Regions from separate parts of the Sus scrofa genome. Here region 1 is linked to region 2. A link is a contact called in public Hi-C data. All regions are on one chromosome and are shown on one strand. Each heading gives the region's core, a stretch centred on a gene start, on an enhancer-like site or on the middle of the called end of the contact. The rest is flanking DNA. Distances are from core to core; before and after follow the strand shown. Region 1 holds the start of APP (amyloid beta precursor protein). Region 2 holds the start of MRPL39 (39S ribosomal protein L39, mitochondrial).

Region 1 (3,408 bases), core at 432-2,931, 550 kb after region 2:
ATGAGTTAGGGGAAAAGGAGGGGGAAAAATGGGGAAAGAGAGGTTACAAATGCTAAGATACCAAATGGGAACTCAAATGATGCGAAATACGTTTTCTGCCTCAACTGCCAAGCAAATAATTTCTCAACATCTTCAGATGAAAAGGAAAATAGTCATTTTGCACAGGCGTTAGCTGAATGTTCGAGAGTTGGATGAATGGGGAGGACTTGTTATACACCTAGTGGTGGGTGGATTTCACCAGGCTGCAGCCTCCACACAGCTTTTCTTTGCTGCACTGCAGAGGCGCCATCTTCTCCGTCTTAATCTTCACTCAATTCAATCCTTTTATCTGCACCCTAAAAAAAAAGACCCTGAGGACCCTCCCCAGCAGTCCGCGCCCCCCGGGGAGCTAAACCGGACTGCCCAGCACTGCCAGGGAAGAGGCCGCGCCTTAATCAGACAAACGCCTCCTTTGATGCACAGGAAGAGAGCTCGTGGCTCCCCACCACCCGCCACTGCCCCTTCCAGACGCACACTCCACTCTCCGCGTATTTCTCCCCAAGGACTTTACAACCGAGAACAGAATGAGCAAGCCTCGGAGGTGATGGGGTGGGGGGAGGAAGTAGAGGGGCCCAGAGGCTCGGCCAGAGTCGCCCCAGCAGCGCCCCAGCCCCCTCCGGGACGGGCGCGCAGCGCGGAGAAGGGAGTCAGGCGGGAGCCTCGGTGGCGCACAGACTAACTCAGCTCAGCCCACCGCGCCCCGGGCTGGCGAGGGCGGGGTGTCGCGGCTTTTGTTCCCGGGGACCTTCCTTGTCCCTCTCCCGGAGAATGTGAGGGTGCGAGCGAACGCCCGGGATATTTAGGCTTGGGGAAGGTGCGATGTGGCTGTGGATCTCCGACCCCTCCCATCTCTCGCAACTTAGCACAAAAGGGAGACACAGAAATGCACAAAGTTTGCCTGCCGAGGGTGGTGCCTGACCCTGCTTGGGGTCGCACTCAGGAGGCAGCCCCGAGCAACCGAGAAGAGGGAGGAGGAGGAGGTCGGGCAGAAAAGGGGCGGTGGGGATGTGAAGGGAAGGTGAAACCGCGGGGGAAAAGCGAGGGAAAGCGGGGGTGGGGGGGTTGGGGAGAGAGATGACCAGCTTCCCAAGCCGTCCCGACTCCTCCCTAGGGCCCGAGAGAAAGGGAAAGGCAGCGATTAAGAGCTGGGGACAGGATCCAGGGACTGTGGGTTTTCGGCTTTTCCCACGTGCTCCCTCCCCCACCTACCATCTGGACGTCTCTAGCTGCCCCGGGTCCCCGGTTCCGAGGCAGGGACTAAGTCAGGGTCTGAGCTGCAGATAGCCTCCTCCTCTTCTCTCCCCCGACTGAAGCGGACCCGGGCTCCCGACCCCTCACCCGCTCCTTCCCCGCGGGCCGGAGAGCGCGTCCCCGGGGCAGGGCTGGGCCAGAAGCGGGGATGCGCAGGGTGCCCGCAAGCGGGGGCGTAAGGCCTGAGGAGAGTGGGGTGGTCCTCGACTAACCCCAGCTTCTCTGGGTTAAAGACTTGGATTAATCGGGTCTCCACTGTCCCCCTCCGACCCCATTCCGAGGCGCGGCACCCACCTCCAGCGCCCGAGCCGTCCAGGCGGCCAGCAGGACCAGTGCCAAACCGGGCAGCATCGCGACCCTGCGCGGGGCACCGAGTGCGCTGCTGTTCGCGTGGGATCCGCCGCGCCCTTGCTCTGCCGGTGTCGCTGCCGCTGTCTACGGTGGCCCCGCGCTCGCGCTGCCCCGGGTGCTCTCTCCTACCGCTGCCGAGGAAACTGACCGAACAGCAGCGCGGCGGCGGGGCTCGGAGCCCGGGCGAGTCAGCTGATCCGGCCCACCCCGCTCGGCACCCGAGAGAGACCCCTAGCGGAGCCGCCGGGGAGCTGCGCGCGCTCGGCCGGGAGGGGCCCGCGGCCCCCGGCGCCCCCGGCGCCCTCGGCGCCCACAGGTGCGGGGCCCTCGGCTCCCGCCGGGTCCCCCCGGCTCCCCGCCCGCTTCCCTGGCCTGGACCCCTCGAGCAGTAGGAGGGAGACTCTGGGGCCGGGAGAGGGACCGTGCAGGATCAGGGAAAGGTGAGTCGTAGGACGACTGGGCTCCAGAAAAGTCGGGAGCGCTCCCCGCTCGTTCCCGTGAGCTTGACTCATCCGACCCCGCAGGCCTCTCGGGGGTGTCGTATAAATGGGTTGCTGCTGGGGTGCGTTTTTATCCGCATTTAATTTTTTGTCTCGGTTTGGAGAGGTGGGGGAGGCGTTTCTGGAAGAGACTGAGAACAAGACTAGCTTAAAGGAAATAGGATTTCTTTGCTTGCTAGGAGAGCAAAAGCCCTCTTTTTTTTTTTTTTTTTTTTTTTTTTTTTTGTCAAAAGCAGCCACGAGCAACCTGGAATTTCTATCTTTAGACTGAACCGAAGGAGAAAGGCGCCGGACCAGGAGAAGAAGCGGCGACCTATTTACTTCTCCTTGAAAGAAGGGTTTTTAATTTTTTTTTTAAATTTTTTGTTTGTTTTTGTTTTGAGAAGGGGACAGTCATCTGGGATTTTTTTTTTTTTTTTTTTTAAATCAGGCAGGGATGTAGTGTCCATCTGAGACGCGGGTGAAGTGAAAGAAAGGTTGTGGAAAGATGATTTCTCCTCGACCCCCATACCTCAGAACTTCTGACCTCCAACTCCGTCCTTGTTCCTTCTTGTGTCTGCCCGGGATTACAGAAGTGAACCTTCTAGGGAAGCCACTTTCTCCTAGGTTAAACACAATCCACCCATGGTCGGGTTAGTGTCTGGTGAGTCTAGAATGGTCTAGAACTGCCCTGCTCTTGACCTGAAGGACAAGCCACAGTCCACAGGGGCGCTGGTGGGAGGGAAAGAAGCCACAGGCTCAGCCGTGGAATCGTGGCTCAGCCGAGGATGCCGGCTTCCTTCCAGATAAGATAACATTTCTGGGCCAGCTCCCCTGGATATTGTCTTCTCTCTTATTAACCCCGTTAGGCATCCAAGCTGGTCCCTTGAATTACTTTCTCTCCTGAATGACCTTTGAACCTCCTCAACCAATGGTGACAAATATTCGTTAGTTCGAATTATTTGTTTACGTGCTTATGTCATTTACTTCCTCCAAAAGCCAGTGAGGCCCTTACTGTTATTATTCCCATTTGTAAAGTAGGAAGCTGACGCTAAAAACCTCCTCCCCAATCTCACAGCAAGTAAGTGGCAAGAGGTTGGGACTGCAGGGAAAAAAGGCCCAAGTGACAGCAAAACCCAGTTGCTTCCAAACATGTTTACCCACCACCGCAGGTGTGTGAGACAAATTGAAGGCACCTGATAGGAAATAGGAATATGACTTAAAAATGGGTAGGAAGCAGGCCTGGCTCCACAATTTGCAGGGTCCAGTGCAAAATAAAAAGGTGGGA
Region 2 (3,198 bases), core at 645-3,144:
TTCCACCAGAGTGTGTCTAAAAGGGGCAAGCACACTAGTAGCAATGCTTTCAGGTCTGCCTTCTGCAGAAACCCTAGCACTCTAGACTCAGCCAGATGCAATCAAATCCAGGACAACCTTGCCAGACCCATGGACAGCTAAGCTGACAGCGAACACACAGCAAGACAGTAAGGGGAACTTCCAGCAAGTTCAGGAAGCAATTACAGCATCTTGTCTCCTCTGCCCTAGTTCTTCCTCTGATTTATGTAAAATCATCAAAACGGTATCCTGATTCATTACTTACGCATGGCACAACTATAAGGAGTTGAAATGTTTTTATTCATCACGAAGACAGTGCCAGGGTCAGTTTTCCCAACGTGTTTAACTTCAATCTTCTCAGTCCGGGGAGTTAAGGATAGCTGCCTGTTTTTCTCTTTGTTAAAGAGATCATTCTGCATCTCTATCAGTTCGGTCGGTGACAGCTGAGAAGCTGGTGATGTTGCTATCAATCCTGGGCAGAAGTTACAATAGATGTGAAGACTGACATAACAGTAACTTAAAAATGAATATGACAAAATAAATAACCTACTAACCTACCCTGTTCCACTCCCACATCACTACCCTCCTACAACAAGAGCAAGAGGCAAGGGAATTTTAAACGCCCTTTATCAAAATGAGCTCATCGGTAAACTTACACCCTTTCCAATACTAATCATTAAAACGCCGACAGAAGAAAACTGCAGCCTGCCCAGATCCGCACCTTCATTTCAACTGTGCTCTCTCACCATCGAGCTCCACTTCCCAGTTTCCTCGGCCGTATCCCGATCTGTGCTTTACAGTAAGGGCAGAAAGTAACCGGGAAGGGGAGTCCAAACCAGACCGGTCATTGGGAAGGTGAGCAAAGTTGTCGCTTGGAAAAGGTCTTCGGGGACATGAAAGCTCCAAGAGACTGGAGGTCCCGCGCGCAAACCTCCCCGTATCTAAATCGAGAAATGCTGAGTTTATTTTCCAAACCCCAAATCAGAGGTCCCCTGATTTAGTTCTCCTGATTTGCCTCAAATCGGGCAAGCAGGTACGAGTGTTCCCACGGGGAAATCAGGACGTGTATGCACCGGCACATGGGCTCTTCCCCCACCCCAGAGCCGTCCCGCCCCCCTAGGATCGGTACCCCCAAGGGCGGGAGGGCACGGCCGCCACAGCACGGACTTAAAGACCCTCCTCCGCACCAGCGCGGCGGGGCCTCCCAGGATCGGCCTCTGGCCCATTCTGGGCGGACACCACCTCCTAATCCTGGCTCCCGTCCCCATGGCCGCTGACACTCACTCCAGCCAGCCTCGCCGCGGGGGACGGCCCTCCAGAGCCGCAACCCCCAAGCCCCCATGGCCATGGCCTCCTTCCCGAGCGCAGGAACCGCCGCGCGCAGGTCCTGCTCTGTCTTCTTCCCCGGAAGCTCGGAGCGCGCACTCCGGGTTCCGTCAGGTAATTTCGTTCCGGGGCCCGGCCCCCGGCTGCATCTGCCACTAGGGGGCGCGAGAGTCAGTGGCCGGAGGTCCCGCGTCTGGAACCCGGTCTTTTCCAGGCGCTTGGAAGGTGACCAGAGGTCCTGGACGCCAGAGTGGCCGGTCTGCCACCCTGTGGGCTCTGTGGGAGAACAAGCATCTCTTTTGGAGCCTCAAAGCCCGAAACGCACCGTCACCCTCCGTCCTCCACGGGTTCGATCACCTGCTTCTTGCAAACAATATTTCTGAGGATAAAAAGTGAGGGACGGTGACTTCTGTTTTATTCTTTCATGGTCAGCCCTGCCGGCTCTACCGACGACATCTTCCAACTCGTGGCTTAACTCGATTTTTCAAGGGTGAGTTCTTAGGTTGGCTGGAGTGGGTCTGCGCCTGGCTTCTCCGTTCAGTAGGACCACAAAATGCGACCTGTAGATGTTGGAGGGAACTTGGTAATCCGTAGAGCTTTACAAATTATCTAGATTCGTTTTATATACTATAGAAAGAATATAGAGAACATATTAAGAGGCATCCCATGTCAAAGTGCGGGATTTTTGTTTCTTGCTCATTGATGGATCCCAAGCTTGGCGCATAGTAGGAACTGTATGTATGTTTGTTGAATGATTTGAATGCCCTTGCATTCAGCGCAGTCCGATTTCTTTGTCATACTAGAATGTTGCTTCTATTGAAGTAAGCATTCCCGAGATGAAGCATGAAAATGTTGTTATTCGATGTTTTGTTTTGAATAACAGCAGTTTTGGTTACTGCTGTGGCTTTACTTAAATCGTGTGCATTGACAAACTCAGCCCAGGGCCTCCCCACCTAACCCACCCCGCCTACCCACCCCGCTCTCCTTCTGCGCCTGGACTTGCAATTGGAATACACCACCACCAGGTGGCGATACTGGTTAAGGAACAGATGTCACTATCTGCCTCCTGTGGGGCAGCTGGGGGAGGGGAGTAGGTCCCAAGGTACAAACCAGCATAAGATAAATAAGTACTGGGGATGTACGTACAACATCATGACTGTAGTCGACAATTCTATGGGGGTATATTTAAAATTACTAAAGAAACCTGAAAGTTCTCATCACAAGGAAAACGGATTTGTTTTTGTGACTATAGGAGGTGATGAAGGTTGACTAAACTTACTGTGCTAAGTAATCGTTTTGCATTATAAACATATGTCAGATCATTATGCTGTACACCTTAAACAGTGCTGTACATTAGTTATAAAACTGGAAGGAGGGAGTTCCCGTCGTGGCGCAGTGGTTAACGAATCCGACTAGGAACCATGAGGTTGCGGGTTTGGTCCCCGGCCTTGCTCAGTGGGTTAAGGATCCAGCGTTGCCATGAGCTGTGGTGTAGGTCACAGACGCGGCTCAGATCCCGTGTTGCTGTGGCTCTGGTGTAGACCGGTGGCTACAGCTCTGATTAGACTCCTAGCCTGGGAATTCCATATGCCGAGGGAGCAGCCCTAGAATAGGTAAAGAGACAAAAAAAAAAAAAAAAAAAAAAAAAACTGGAAGGAAAAGGAGTCAGATCTGTCAAGGCATAGACCCAAATATGTATGCTGTATGTGTGGGCTGTGTATCTCTGACTTCCTCCTTAAATTTGCGTAGTTATTCCCTTGACACTCTTTGCTTCATTCGTCTTTTAGAATCTGCACTATTTAACCCCATTTAGTTGCCTTCATAACATTTTAGAACAATATTAAACAAAGCCTC

Evidence for each region. Hi-C and Micro-C count contacts between places; a contact is called where the count stands out from the background.
Region 1: a Hi-C map of embryonic fibroblasts shows a contact between it and region 2, with 2.6 times the contacts expected there. The contact joins the promoter of APP here to the promoter of MRPL39 in region 2. A contact is called at or near these places in 5 of 47 Hi-C or Micro-C datasets (embryonic fibroblasts, epiblast stem cells, fetal skeletal muscle and 2 more) and 1 of 2 datasets of contacts at active chromatin or transcription factors (alveolar macrophages).

Annotation. Positions count from the first base shown.
Region 1 is chr13:189,714,271-189,717,678 of Sscrofa11.1, forward strand. APP (amyloid beta precursor protein) reads right to left here and starts at 1,682. Exons shown (of 18, transcript NM_214372.1): 1 at 1,585-1,682. The coding sequence starts at 1,641. LOC110256540 (a long non-coding RNA gene) reads right to left here and starts at 1,578. Exons shown (of 2, transcript XR_002338172.1): 1 at 1,249-1,578; 2 at 1-335.
Region 2 is chr13:189,164,408-189,167,605 of Sscrofa11.1, forward strand. MRPL39 (39S ribosomal protein L39, mitochondrial) reads right to left here and starts at 1,895. Exons shown (of 10, transcript XM_003132745.6): 1 at 1,303-1,895; 2 at 284-490. The coding sequence starts at 1,366.